Regions from separate parts of the Mus musculus genome. Here region 2 is linked to region 1. A link is a contact called in public HiChIP or PLAC-seq data. All regions are on one chromosome and are shown on one strand. The core of a region is the stretch at or near the end of the contact, and the rest is flanking DNA. Distances in the headings are between cores, read along the strand shown. Region 1 has its middle 150 kb from the start of Gm10445. Region 2 overlaps Exoc6b (exocyst complex component 6B).

Region 1 (6,849 bases), core at 612-3,111:
ATTCCATCTGGACTTGGCAGAGTTTGGACCCCATTGCCTGATGACTGGACTCAAGGCAGTCTGTTCTAGAGAAATGTGGCCTAATTTGGTTCTGCAGTAGGCAGTAGTTAATGCAGAGACTCCCAAAAGTCAAAGTCCTTTGAGTAAGTGACTGAGCATTCATCCCTACCCGGGACCTCTCTATCTACCCCACCAAGACTTGGGGAACACCACGGAAGAGAGGGCAGAGAGAACGTAAGAGCCCAAGGGTGAGGAGGGGTGCTATGAATGAGGTTTCTCGACATGGTGTGGCCTTTGCACTCATGAACTCAGTAGCCGTGGTTACCTGTCACACAACTGTGGTTACCTTCTCACACCTGTGGTTACTTGTCACACACCTGTGGTTACCTGTCTCACAGCTGTGATTACCTGTCACACAGCTGTGACTACCTGAAATACAGCTGTGGTCACCTGTCTCACACCTGTGGTTACTTGTCACACAGCTGTGGCTACCTGTCTCACACCTGAGGTTACTTGTCACACACCTGTGGTTACCTGTCTCACAGATGTGGTTACCTGTCACACAGCTGTGGCTACCTGAAATACAGCTGTGGTCACCTGTCTCACACCTGTGGTTACCTGTCACACAGCTGTGGCTACCTGAAATACAGCTGTGGTCACCTGTCTCACACCTGTGGTTACTTGTCACACAGCTGTGGCTACCTGTCTCACACCTGAGGTTACTTGTCACACACCTGTGGTTACCTGTCACACAGCTGTGGCTACCTGAAATACAGCTGTGGTTACCTGTCTCACAGCTGTGGTTACCTTCTCACACCTATGGTTACCTGTCTCACACCTGTGTTTACCTGTCATACAGCTATGGTCACCTGTCTCACACCTGTGGTTCCCTGTCTCACACCTGTGGTTACCTTTCTCACACCTGTGGTTACCTGTCTCACACCTGTGGTTCCCTGTCTCACACCTGTGGTTCCCTGTCTCACACCTGTGGTTACCTGTCTCACACCTGTGGTTGCCTGTCTCACAGCTGTGGTTACCTGTCTCACACCTGTGGTTACCTGTCTCACACCTGTGGTTCCCTGTCTCACACCTGTGGTTCCCTGTCTCACACCTGTGGTTACCTGTCTCACACCTGTGGTTGCCTGTCTCATAGCTGTGGTTACCTGTCTCGCACCTGTGGTTACCTGTCTCACACCTGTGGTTGCCTGTCTCACAGCTGTGGTCACCTGTCTCACACCTGTGGCTACTTATACAAGATCAAGTCAGTAAGACCAGTCAACACTCCAGCAGGCAGCACTGATCACACTCAGTGTGTTACAAAAGAAAGAGAAATAAGAAAAGAAAGGAATGGAGAGAACAGCAAGCCAGGAAGGGGGCACACTGCGGATATCTGGGGGTAGTGGAAGAGGGGAGTTGGGAGTAGCTAGGATCAAGATACACTGTATACATGTACAAAGTTCTCAAAGAATAATGTAGAATATTCAAAAATAAAAGTGAAGACCTTTTGTAAGGGAACAAAATGTGAGCCTGGTGTCTTCAAGTCCTGTAGAACTTCTGTGGCAGCAGCCCTGGGTCTCAGCAGCTCTAAAGACTTCCAGTTTAGAGAGGAAGATCCTGGACCAGAGAAGCCAAGGTGGGGCTTGGCATCTCACAGCTGAAACTCTGGGGCAGTAGACAAGGTGACACAGGACCTGAGGAGCAAGGTCAAGTTCTTTAAAGCCTTGGAGCACCTTGCCTATCCAGACCTCCCTCCCACTCCTGCCTCCTCCTGTCTTCCTCCTCAGCCTCCGAGGCAGAGCCAGCAGCCAGCTCCAGGCAGATTTATGGCTTTGGGCCATGAATAATGCAGGAGCCCAGCTCCCAGGCAGGAGCAGGCTGTAAATCACTGCAGACACTGTGCCAGGCTGTTTAATCAGCTGTCCCTGAGGTACCTCTGCATACTGAAGGAGGGCACCCTAGCCACATTCAGGAGTCCATTAATAAGACCCAAGGCTACAACCACTGACCTTTCCCTAGCTAGACCCATAGCAATGCCCTGAAAAGCAGAAATCCCCGGGAAGGCAGAACGGAAGGGCACAGATACAGGAGGAGGCTAGACCAGCCACAATCTGCGGTGCATGTCTGCTCCTAAATTCAGGACTCTGTGCCAGGTTGCAGAGGTCACTGACTTCACTGCCTAAGGGCTCTAGAAAGAGGGGTGTTGATGTACTTGGGCTGAAACACACCGCAGACATCACCCACTAAACCCTGCACTGGCTTAGATCTGTGTCCCACCACTAGGGGAACCTGCTTCTGATTTGTTCAAAGGCGTAATCTCAATGACAGACAGACACACACTCAAACATCCTTCCCAGTTCTGTCTTCTCTTGTTCACAATGTTAATCCCACCTCCTTCTAGAAACCCAGCCTTCCTAGCTCAGGGGCTACCCACCACCCACCATCTCTTCAGAGTACAATCATCCCTAGACTCTGCATCTCCAAGCTACTGGGAACAGAAGTCCAATGCTGCCCAGCTCACACAAGCTGTAGACACATGGAACTGTGGATGGGATTCTATGTGTTTGCCTCCAAGGTACATTTCCCATTAGTCCACTTTGGATGAGTGTTAACTATGCTCTAGAAGAAAGACCTCAGACAGGAGGGTTAATAAACCTATTAAAACTCTGACTCATGCGTCTTCCAGTGACCCTTGTTCCCCACTGGCAAGGAGCCTGTTACCCATAATAAAAGGGTATGCTCGGGCCTAGGAGCAGAATGGGTATGCACAGGGGAGCAGACTTCTGGAAATAGAGCTAGGAATTTTAGAAATGCATTAAGTCCCTGAACCATGTCTCCTGTCACATGACCTAGTCGGTGTCTCTGGAAATCTCACATGGAAAATTGGACTGAAACAGGGAGACACTGCTTCCCCAGGGAGGCGGGCAGGCTGGAAGATACTGATTAGAGCCTTCCGGGGGACCTCAGATGGGGGTTCCCTTGGACGTGCAATTTCATTCATGTGTCAGGTTGCCAGCACTGGGAAATATCCTTGAGACCCATTGATGAGAGACTGAAGGGCTGTCTGTCCTGGTCATAATCAGTCACTTCCTGCCTTGACCACTCTTCTTTCTCCAGACCGCTGCTGACTCCAAGAACGTCATGGCTCAGCACATGCTCAAAGCCACCAAACTGAGTTTACCAGCATCTCTGGGATGCCAAGGCAACAGAAGCCCACAAGCTCCCTACCCTTCCTACTTCTATGTGAAACCATGCTACATCCTTTTGCAAGAAGCACAGGCCCTGCCCTGTCCTTGGTGGGTGCCTGATTTGTGACCTTACTGTTGGCTACACAAAACATTCACTGCATAACCCAAGTGACCAGGCTTCATGGGAAGGGGTAAGTCTACAGCCCTTTATCATCTATCTCTGAGTGAGTCACTTAGCCATCCAACAGCTATCCAGGGCAGACACAGTTCATAGTGTGTGAAGATCAATTAAAACGGGCACCTTGGAGAAAATATGGCCATTCCCTTCCAAGTACTCCACAAGAGTAAGCCCATGCCAGCCTGAGGGCAACTTGGAAGGGGAGACATTATCATTATTCAAATTATTATATTCACATTGTTTTTATTTTACTGACAACTGAGACACAGAGAGGTTCAGTCACTTGACTAAAGCCATATAGCCAAGTAGCAGACATATTTTAAGCCCAGACTGATGGGTTTCAGACACCACTTATGCTCTGAGCAGACCCAGAGCCTGTTCTCTGTAAGAGCTCTCCTCTCTCAGGAGTTCTTAGCCTATGAGAGTGATCTATTGAGCTTCTAGCACGGCTCTGCCAGCTCTGGTGCCGTATCTACCCAGGCTTTCTCCAGCACAGAGGTGTTAGAGGAGAGAGGGCTTAATGTTCCCGGAGAACCATGGCTGTCATGTGAGATCAGGTGAGCCATGAGGGCACAGAATGAGCTGAGGGCTGGGTTTGCCCATTCACATCAGGACAGCATATGTAGGTTCTGTCTCATGGGCCATGGAGAGCCATTGAGGCTACAAGCAGGAATGCCTTAAGAGCCCAACCAAAGGGAGGTCCTGGACCAGGTTGGCCTGTGGCTGAGGACCCAGTGGTGGCTGCTTCCTGCGCCTGGCCTGGCCTGGCCTTTGCCTGCCCTGGCCTGGGGTGGGGCCAGGGGAGCCGGCCGGCTGTCTCCAGATGATTAAGGAGCTGGCAGCTACAGCATGGTCCGGGGAGCGGGAGCCAGCACAGCACAGTCTTCTCTCTTTCTTTTTTGGCACCAACCAGGCCTATTGATGTTTATCAGCCCATGTTTATTATTCTTAACGCTGTTCAGGATGTTCCTCCCGGCTGGGGAGAGTAAAGCAAGCCAGTGGGAGAACGTGGGGCCGTGACCTTGAACCTTGGCTCTGCTGCCACCCAGGCTGTGTCAGAGCCCCCCACTGGCCCAGACGCCTCATCGGACAGATTAAAAAGTTAAGGCCAGAAAGGGGGAGGTGGTTTGCCCAAGGTTGTAAGTGAATTGGGTGTAGAGGGTTGGTTATACGTGGAACTGAGCCTGAATCAGTTAAATTCCTACCAGCACCTGATCATTGTGTACTTTCCCTTACAAGCCCCCGATACGTGCTTGGTACCTTGTCCTGCAGTTGTCAATGTTTGCTAGAGGAGTGAGTTCCGGAGGATGAAGAAGGAGTTGTCCAGGGGATGAAGGCTGAGATGCAGGCAGAAAGTTGGTAGGAAGGATGTCATGGGCAAGACAAAACAGAAGCAGTAAGAATCTGAACTGTAGTGAAAGTTTGGAGCTAGGAACCATCTGGAAAACAGCAAGAAGACAGGAAGAGACAGGAAATGTGTCTAAAACCCAAGAGTCTTGGTCTGGGGAAATGGTTTAGTCGGGGTGGGTAAGTGCTACTGCTGTAAACATGAGCCCCAAGTTTAGTCCCCAGAGGCTACATGATTTGCCAGGCTCTGGCTCTAAGGCAGAGACAAGAGGGTCCCTGTAGCGCCAGCCCAGCATGATGGCTGGACAGATCTTATGGATTAATGTCTTGAATCTGTAGGCTTGTCATGAGCAGAGGTCCTGTGACTCCGACTCAAGAGTCCTGTTCACCTTGTCACTGCTGCTGCTGACTGCATTCAAATAATTGTACTCTGCCTGACAGGCTGGGAGGAGCGGTTGGGACGCTGGTCTGACCTCTCAGTAGGCACTGTCCATCTCCAGGGTGTGGGCTCAGGAGTTTTGCTCTGTTTTCTGTTACTCTTGCAGAACGCATGAGAATGGATCATTTATAGAGGACAGAATCTCCTTCTGTCTGGAGGCAAGATAGTCCAAGTTTGAGGTGCAGGCATCCAGTGACGTTGTGTTCCAGGCTCAGTCCTTCCTGTACCAGGCACTGGGGGTGTATGATGTGGGGACATTGACAACTCTCCATCTGGCAGAAGAACAGTTCCACAGTAATATGTGTAATGACACTACCCCAGGACTTGACCCCCATCCTGAGTCTTAATGCTGTTTCAATGAGAATAAAGTGGCAACCTGAACACTCAACCTACAGCATGGTCTGAGGCAAAGGTGTGTTGAGAACCTCTTGATGAAGACTGTTCAAGGGAGTGAAGTCCATATGGGGCCTATGGAAAATAGGACTAAGGCCTCCACCCCAAGACCCAAGAGCCAGCCTGAACATTCTCTGCCCTATTTACTGGAGATCCACAGGGGTGAGGAGTTCCACTCCCCAAGTCCACGTGGTGGCGCTCCACCCCAGTTCATAGGGCCCCTCCTCTGCCCCCCATCTGTTCTCAGCCATCACCATCCTGAGCCTTCCTAGGGTGTGGACCACTTCCTGAAAGTCTTCCTCAAGGGGATCCCATTTGGTTCTGAGAATTTGGGTGGCAAAGCTTGTAGGTCCAGCACAATGCAGTGACTTCCGCTCCAAGTCAGGCTCAAGTTAATTCTAAACCCTGAGATTCTGCAACCTAGAGCTAGCTGTCCTCCCTGGACTTGGGGTCGTTTGCTCCCTGCCAAGAACAAGGCAGAGCATCACCCACAAAGAGAGGTGACAAATCTGTCGGGCAATGGGAAGAGGCGCCATGGGGAGGGGGGAGGGGGGCAGCATCAGCTGAATGAGAAAAAGTCTGTGGGACACTGACAAGAGAGACAAGGGTAAAGTAACAGCCAGAGAGGGAGGGATCACTAGTGAGTGCTGGACTAGGCCCTAGGAATCTAAAATCCTGGGTCTACCTTGTCCCCCAGCCCTGAGGATTGTGGATTTAGGGCCTTGTCTCTGAAGATCTCAGCTTTGTGAAGACGTTGACTCAAAGAGGTCTCAGGAGGCTTTGCAAATCTGTCTCAATGCTGAGTTCCTGTGATTACAGAGTATAAGAAAACCCAGCAGGAACGTGCACTTATGGCTCCCATACCCCCAAACCAGGACCTTAGGAACTCATGTCACCCGGTGCTCCTACCCTCACCTGGGGCCTGAAATGCTCAGGGTGGTGGGGCATAGAAAAAGCACTCCAAAGAGACAAGGCGGTGAAGATTACACATCATCCCATTCATGGAGTGTCTCTTAGTCATCCATATTTAAGGCCCTTGGCTTTGGAGGCCAAAAAGGAGGCCACGAAAGTAGGGCAGAGTTCAGAGCAGAGAAGCGGTCTCAGCACACATCCCTGCGTGTGCCAAGGGCTGTCACCAAGGCAAGACTGATTCATGGCTCCATTCATTCCTCTGGCCATTCACCCCTCACTTCTTCAACTCTTCCCATCCCTTCAATAGGTCAGCATCTGGACAGCCAGGGTAGCCTCTGACTTGAGGAGTGCACAGTCATGGGGAAGATGGAAGGGGTCACCCAGTCTTCAGGATA
Region 2 (7,272 bases), core at 3,216-5,715, 620 kb before region 1:
GCTCCCAACATTATATATGCTTATAGTTAGATGTAAAGCAGGTGTTTGTACACATAACCAGGTGACAAAAGGAGCATTAGAAGGGTGAATGGAAACTTTAGAGCATAAAAAGTTTTTGTTTTTGTTTTTGTTTTTCGAGACAGGGTTTCTCTGTGTAGCCCTGGCTGTCCTGGCACTCACTTTGTAGACCAGGCTGGCCTCAAACTCAGAAATCTGCCTGCCTCTGCCTCCCGAGTGCTGGGATTAAAGGTGTGCGCCACCACGCCCGGCTAGAGCATATTTTAAACATCTTATTTACGTTCTTCCAGACACATCACTTAGAATATATGTGTTGCTTATCTCCTTTCTGTGAAATCATTATTGAAAGACCTGGCCACGTATGTTTCCTCTCCCTGAACGGAGCTGCTGAGGAGAAAATGGCAAAGGCCATATTGTTTCTTGAGAATGGCATTCCTTGATTTCATTGCAACATAGTGATCGTATTCAGAAACTCATCTTTGAACAGTGCTGCTACCGAATAAGCAGCCCACATGCAGATCCCCCAGTTATGTCCTCCATCACAGGTTATTCTTGCAATGTTCCTGTATCTTCAGGCAGGCGTGCATGTCACATTCTAGTTAATTTTTATGTGGGTTAAATCTGTCTAATAGTATTTTAGGCTCCCTCCAACCTTAGCAGTTAAAATTTTTGAGTATAAACCTGCTTCAAAAGGCAGAGTTACATGAGAAGTTGTATTGTGTGAAATCCCTTCTCCATCCCCATCCTTTGCCCCCTTCTGCTTAGCCTCTGCATTGCCAGCATTATTAGTGCATATATGTGTCTTTTATTATTCATAATGTTATATAGCATAATACATATTTTTTCATGTGAAAATATTCTCTGAAGACCATGTTGGTTCATGGAAACTCTTCTCATTCTAACTTCACTACTGAATAGGAAGGGTTCCTTTTTGTATGTAGTGTAGTTTAGTTTAGTTCAGTGGGTCAGTCCATACATGGAAGCATAGTGATTTCTAACATTTTCTTATAAAAATGTTGTTTCAACTTCACACCTATTACAGTAGGTATATTAAAAGTATACCAGCAAAAACAGTACTGGCAAGACTGTCATATGTCACTGTGTCATGAGACACTGGTGTGGATATGTAAAATAAGCCAGTTGTTCTGGAAGACACCTTGCACATTTATCCTGAAGTTGTTGTATCCTGTCTGGTCTTGAGATCCTACGTAAGGATCCTACACTCACATCTATTTACTATTTACCTTAACAGAGATTAAAAAAAATATATCTTTTCAGTTTTTTTCTAAGATGGTTTCTTTTCAGTTTTTTTTCCCACTTTCACAGGAAGAGTGGCATCTTGGTATAGGTTTCGTTTTTATCCCTGGAATGGTGGGTGAAGTTGCCTCATGTCTTTTCATTTTTAAAATGATTTTTAAACTAGAGCCGACCTGTGAAAGTGTTGTATCTCTTTTTGTTACCTACTATTCTGCTTTTTGCTTTTCCTCTTTCTACCCCATTCTCTTCCCTTTTTTTCCCACCACCCCCTTCAATATGCAGATTTTTAGGACTATGTTATGGGGACAAGGACCTTATATATAGAGTGCTGTAGCAGTTGTTTCTGCACATTTTTTTTCACCCTGATTTCTTCAGCCTTTTGTGTTCAGTATCGAGTTTACTGTTAACCTACCCCGTCCCTAATGATTTTGAGTATCTACATGAACTGGACTCTAGTTAAATAAAGACTGTTGAGGTTTTCAGACCGAAGCTGAGAATCTTGAAGAGATTATCCTTTGGTTTTAGCCACAGAGGTTTTACAGTGTCTCAATAAGGGAAAAATGTTCATTTTTTTTAAACTTCTTATGTTTAGGACAAATACTTGAACAACTTAAATGTTAGCCCTTTTAGGGATTTCTCATAAAGGTTCCTAATTATTTTAGAGCAACTTTATAAGGGAATTCTAACTTTTCAGGACTGAGCTCTGGTCAAAGCTTAGAGCATCATTTTACTTACATGACTTCTGCTTCCTCCTGGTTTGTTAGTCTGTGATGTCTAGTCTTCTTTATGAGAGCCTATGGTCAAATGAATTTTATCTTAATTTTCTCTGAACTTCTGGAAGCAAAGTAGTTTAGAAAGCATCCTGGTGAAAAATGTCTGCAGGTATTTCCTGGCTTCCAAACGTAATGTGGGCAGCTTCAGTTGAATTTCTGAATGCAAAGGCCTATTCTATCTAGCTAATCATTTATTGTTTGCTCCCTGAAGAGAATGCCTGGTAGAGTTAATGACTTCAGATCCATCTAATGCTTAGAAATAAGCCCTGGTTCCTGCACTCATTTACCAATACCAAGAAATTGCTTTGTGTGTAGTGGCAATCAGAAGGATTTTGAAGGTGGAAAATGGCTCAAATAATTAGTGAGAAACATACCTAAATTCCTTTGAGCCTCCTTTTGTTCAGTCCATCTACTTTGAAAGGTTTCTTAAGAGAAAAATAACTGAGGAATGTGCACAAGGGTGAGGAGAGCAGATATTTGTGTGCTTGTCTTCTGAGGCAAAGTGTGAACGGCAAAGTTAGAGTGGACTAATGTTCTGTGTTTATGAGCAGTGCAGGGGAACCATAATCCATTTGTTGCTTTGGGATGCAGAGAAGAAAGGAACTCTCTCTTGTATTTAGTTTCCCTTGTATAAGACTACACTTATTCAGCAACAAAGCAGGAACATTTATCAGGTTAGATAAGTTTGTGTACAGATTTTTGTTTTTGAGACAAGATTTTGGGATGTAGTCTAGGTTGGTTTCAAACTCCAGGTCCTTCTGCCTTAGCCTCCTGGCCTTGCCAGGACACCCAACCTTAACTAGCTTTGCTTAGTAAGTGTGTAAAACAGAGGTAGTTACTTACCAAGACTCTTTCTGGGAAGTGATGACTAGGGAAGTATTAAGTGAAACATTAGCTGAAGCTTGAGTGGCATCGCTAACTTTAAGTCAGAAATCTTCCTTTATGTGTAATAGTGCCTCCTTATGCTTGATGAGACTTTCCACCACCCATTCTCCATTCTCCTTTTACCTGAAGCAAGATCTATTAAAGAAGGAAAAGATAGCATATAAATCCATCCTCTCCTGGCCTTTCTCAAACAGTTTTATGATCGGAGATGTTAATTCTTTTCTTCTTGACTGTGTGATAGTCCACATTTACTCTAAATCTTCAAATCTTCAAGAAATAATATCTTTGTAGATACAAGATCATTTTCAGGTTTTATTAATTCCATTTATACATTTGCTTTTCTTATCCTGTATTCTCTTTTGCCCTTGAGTCATTTTGGTCCTTTATAGAGTAGCTTGTGTGCTGGATACTGGGGCATGCACATCATATGTAAGTGATGTTCAACAAGTACTCAGACAACAGTTGGAAAGTATTGGCTTAGTTGAAACTGTTATTGTCTGTATAATTGTGAAATGGAACTAACATGAAGTAATTGTTTCCCTGTTTGCTCCTGTGTTCAGTTGCTCTAACATCCCTTTTAATAGCTATTATTTGTATTGTTAAAAATGCTTGTTTCTTAACTTATATGACATTCTCTGGGGGTACAAATCATAGCTACAACATCTAAAATCTTACCAATGGTTCCTTTTTTTTAGAAAATCCTAAGTATTTGGCTGGTGGGAGGCATTTACTGCTCCTAGAACTGTTCAGGCAGTTAGACAGCTGCTGTCCTTGGTGATGAAGTGATTTCATATAAGTTCTTAGCAATAGATACAATGCATGGCTGTGCCCTGTGTACTGTTTGTGGTCACTGCTGGTATCTTCCTAGGTCTATTTGAACTTCTAGAAAAATACAGACTCCAGGGTCTTAATGTCTTGAGTTCCTGACTGCCAGGCACAGGAAATGTTTAACTATTTTAATCATGTTTTTGTAGCCCCAAAGAAAGTCTTTATAATAGGAAATGACAGGGTCCCACCACAAAGTTATCTCTTATCAGTTCCAGTCTCCGTGGATAATGATTTGTCAAATTTGGACATGTGTAAAATGCAAGGGCCCTGTTATTTACTTTGGAAAGGAAAAATTAGATGACGCTGATAAAAGAGTCATGGCTTTTGTTAGGAGACAGAAACCATTAGAGGCAGTCATTGTTAGCTTAGGAAAGTGTCCTTGGACCCCTCCCTGATGAAACCTAAATCTGCTTGAATCATTCCTTGCAACTCCAGGGGAGGGGAGGTGAAGGAAGGAGGGAGGAAGAACCTGTGAACTAGAGCAGCTTAGAGGCCAGACAAGCTGCTGCTAGTGCACCAGGCAGTTGCTTGTCCCAGAGCTCTCCTCCACCGGTGTTTTTAGATTTTGGAAAGCACATTCCATCTTGCAGAAGGGTGACATTCCTTCACGCAGTGCTTGTTGCTCTTCCCTCTTCCCTTCTGTAGATGTAAGTGATTCTTTTTCATTAGCAGAAGCAGAGAAAACACATCCAGCTCAAAGCAGCATGAGTCAGTGCATACTTGACATGCCTCTATCCTCACAGCACTCTCTGACTCTTCACAGTGCTCACTCCTAGTGTGCTCTCAGAGGGGAGCAGGGGGGAAAGGCTTTCTAAATACTGGGCTGTTTGTGGAGGAGGGAGAGCAGGAGCCTCTTTTTGTTCCTTTACTTTTTGCCTAGCGTTCTCTCTCTCTCTCTCTCTCTCTCTCTCTCTCTCTCTCTCTCTCTCTCTCTCTTTCTCTCTCTCTCTCTCTCTCTGTCTCGAGCTTTCCAAACGGACAGGTATGCATGTACTTAGGATAATTTCTATATGTTCGTTTCAGGACCATGAAATATTAGATCAAATACCTATAGTTCTGGACACTATAAACAGACAGAAAACAGATTTGCTGCAGATGACAGGATAGAACTTTGCCATCTTGTATGAGGTAGCTTTTAGAAAACATGCGTGGAGATAGACCAGTCCTAACCATTAGCAACAATGTCCTTTTTTGCTAAAAGGCCTGCAAGCTTATTTTTCGTGGTTCTCTAGGGAACTGCCCCTTACTATTGCTGTTCATTCTGTAAGGATGGCACTGACAGGTCAATGGCCAAGGTCCTGCCTGAGAATGGCTTCCTGTGGGTTCCTTTTTTGGGAGAAACTGGTTCTCTGACAAAGTGAACCTAAATAAACAAACTGTATGAAGACCCTGTGAAACAAGGCTGTGGCAGAAGGTGCTGCTCAGAATTAGGCAAGAAAATTCTCATCCTTTTATATATATCATAAGTGACCACATTGTTCTAAATAAACAATTCATTTCTTGTATACCATTTTTACTCTGTGTATTTTCTTTGTCTTTTTTCATGTCCATACATTATTTTTATGTAGTTTAAATTTTGTTATAAATCTTCAGTTTTTTCTTTTGATGTTGTGTTTACCTAGTGTTTAGCTCCTTTTTTTTTTTTCTGGCAAGATAAATTTCCTTAAAGTTTCCATGCTGCTATTATATAGAGGTGAGTGGTCACTTGAAATAAGAGATCCCATGGCAGAGCCTCTTGGCTCTCACAGCAGAAGCTTCATTAGGTATGGGATACCTAAGATTTGCCTGGTGGAGTGGAGCAGAAGGTAGAGTGCCAGGTGACCAGCCAGCGAGCATTGCAGTTGCTGTATAGAGCAAGGCCATTTGATTATGAGAAAAGTCCTGGTTAGAGAAGTTGTGCTCTGAGGAAGAGATAGTGTTTGCTTTAGGAAAGAAAGGGAGCCAGCTCTGCAACCATGAGCCAGCCTAACTCAGCTTAGATGTATCTGTTCTCTTTTTGTGCTGGTGATGTACCTAGTTACCATTGCCACAGGAAAAACCAGCCAGGTCTTTATTGTAATTACTTATGGACCTTTTCCACTTTCTCTCCCTTTTCGTTTCATTTTGTTTAGTATGTATTTTCAGGTCCCTGTTTATTCTTATTGAATCTGTGTATGACAAATGACAGCTTCCTTCCTTAGTTGAGGAACTGTAGATCACAGTTAGCTCTGACCGGCTTCTTGTCAGGCCACCAACAAACTCTGAATCCTGAGAGTTGATTTCAGTTCTCACTCAATTCTTACTTTTTATTTTAATGTGTACCAGTTTGGTCAACATATCATTCATTATTCACGTTAAAATCCTCAAGTAACTTCTTGGTTTGGCTTTTCCACATGTCACCTCATTTTTAATAAGGTGTCTCCTCCTTTCTGTGTTACTTCTTTATTTTGATGAAATATAGAACTTAAGAATTTTAATACTTGTACCCTTTAATAACTGGCCATTTTAAAACATCCATCTTGAGTAGCAAGTTTGGCTTTGACCACTGAAACTTGGCTTTATATAAACTCCATGCACTTTGGGAGAATTGGGTCACTAAAGTCACAGTTCCATCTTCGCACTTTCCCTGGTGGCCCTTGGCTCACATGTGTCTCTGAAGGTAGAGGCAACAGGTTTGCCATCTCATCTCTGTTGGACTCTGCCACCTGTACTCTGTCAGCAAGGTTATTAGTCTTGTGACTAGGGGAAAAGAACTAAGATTTTGGGGATCTCTCTCTCTCTCTCTCTCTCTCTCTCTCTCTCTCTCTCTCATATTTTGAGACAGAATTTCATGTACCTAAAATGACCTTGAATTCATGACCCTCCTGCATCCTCCCAAGTACTAAGATTACAAGTGTGCTTCCTACTTGAGAACATGATTTTAAGGTTTATTTATTTTTTATTTATGTGTATGTATGTCTCTGTACGTGTGTGCCAACTATGTATGGGTACTCATGGAGGCCAGAAGAGGGTGTTGTAGATCCTGGAACTGTAGTTGCTGGTGGTTATGAATTATATTATATAGGTGTTGAGAACTAAATTCAGGTCTTCTGAAAGAGCAGCAAGCACTCTTAATTGGGGAGTCATCTCTTCAGCCTGATAACATGATTCTTTTGAATCTTCCACTTATAGAGTTGGCTTGGAAAACAAATCACTGCTTGAGTAGTAAAAATAAAGTGAGCGCAGTTTTCCCCATAATAACTTTATGTGATATTTTTGTAATTGTATGTTTCTAGGTACCTGGGGCTCAAGACTTGGTGGATTTCTCTCCTGTGTATCGGTGTCTACACATATATTCTGTCCTGGTGAGTCTTTACCTGAGCATCCTAATAAATACGTATTAAATCTCAAATTCTGAGTTGTTATTATTATTACTTTATTTTTGAGCAAAGTATTGTTTAGCGAGTATTAACTAATTCCTCTGCTCTTGCTTGAGTCTTGTTTATATTTGCCTTGTAAAATTCAAACATAGCTGATGAGATTTCAAAGAGTC

The links. HiChIP or PLAC-seq counts read pairs in DNA pulled down with a chosen protein or histone mark.
Region 2: a FOXA1 HiChIP or PLAC-seq map of pancreatic cancer cells shows a contact between it and region 1. The contact joins two enhancer-like sites. A contact is called at or near these places in 2 of 115 datasets of contacts at active chromatin or transcription factors (the NIH/3T3 cell line and pancreatic cancer cells).

The regions. Positions count from the first base shown.
Region 1 is chr6:84,268,108-84,274,956 of GRCm38.p6, reverse strand. No RefSeq gene overlaps it. Among named protein-coding and RNA genes, the nearest start is that of Gm10445, 150 kb to the left of the region's middle. Within about 2 kb of position 1,861, at least 63 of the 459 cell types and tissues checked have an H3K27ac peak or open chromatin away from gene starts, as enhancers often do. A contact at or near this core is called in pancreatic cancer cells, where this site is marked.
Region 2 is chr6:84,890,329-84,897,600 of GRCm38.p6, reverse strand. It overlaps Exoc6b (exocyst complex component 6B), which reads left to right. Exons shown (of 22, transcript NM_177077.2): 8 at 7,016-7,084. Among named protein-coding and RNA genes, the nearest start is that of Exoc6b, 180 kb to the left of the region's middle. Within about 2 kb of position 4,465, at least 69 of the 459 cell types and tissues checked have an H3K27ac peak or open chromatin away from gene starts, as enhancers often do. A contact at or near this core is called in pancreatic cancer cells, where this site is marked.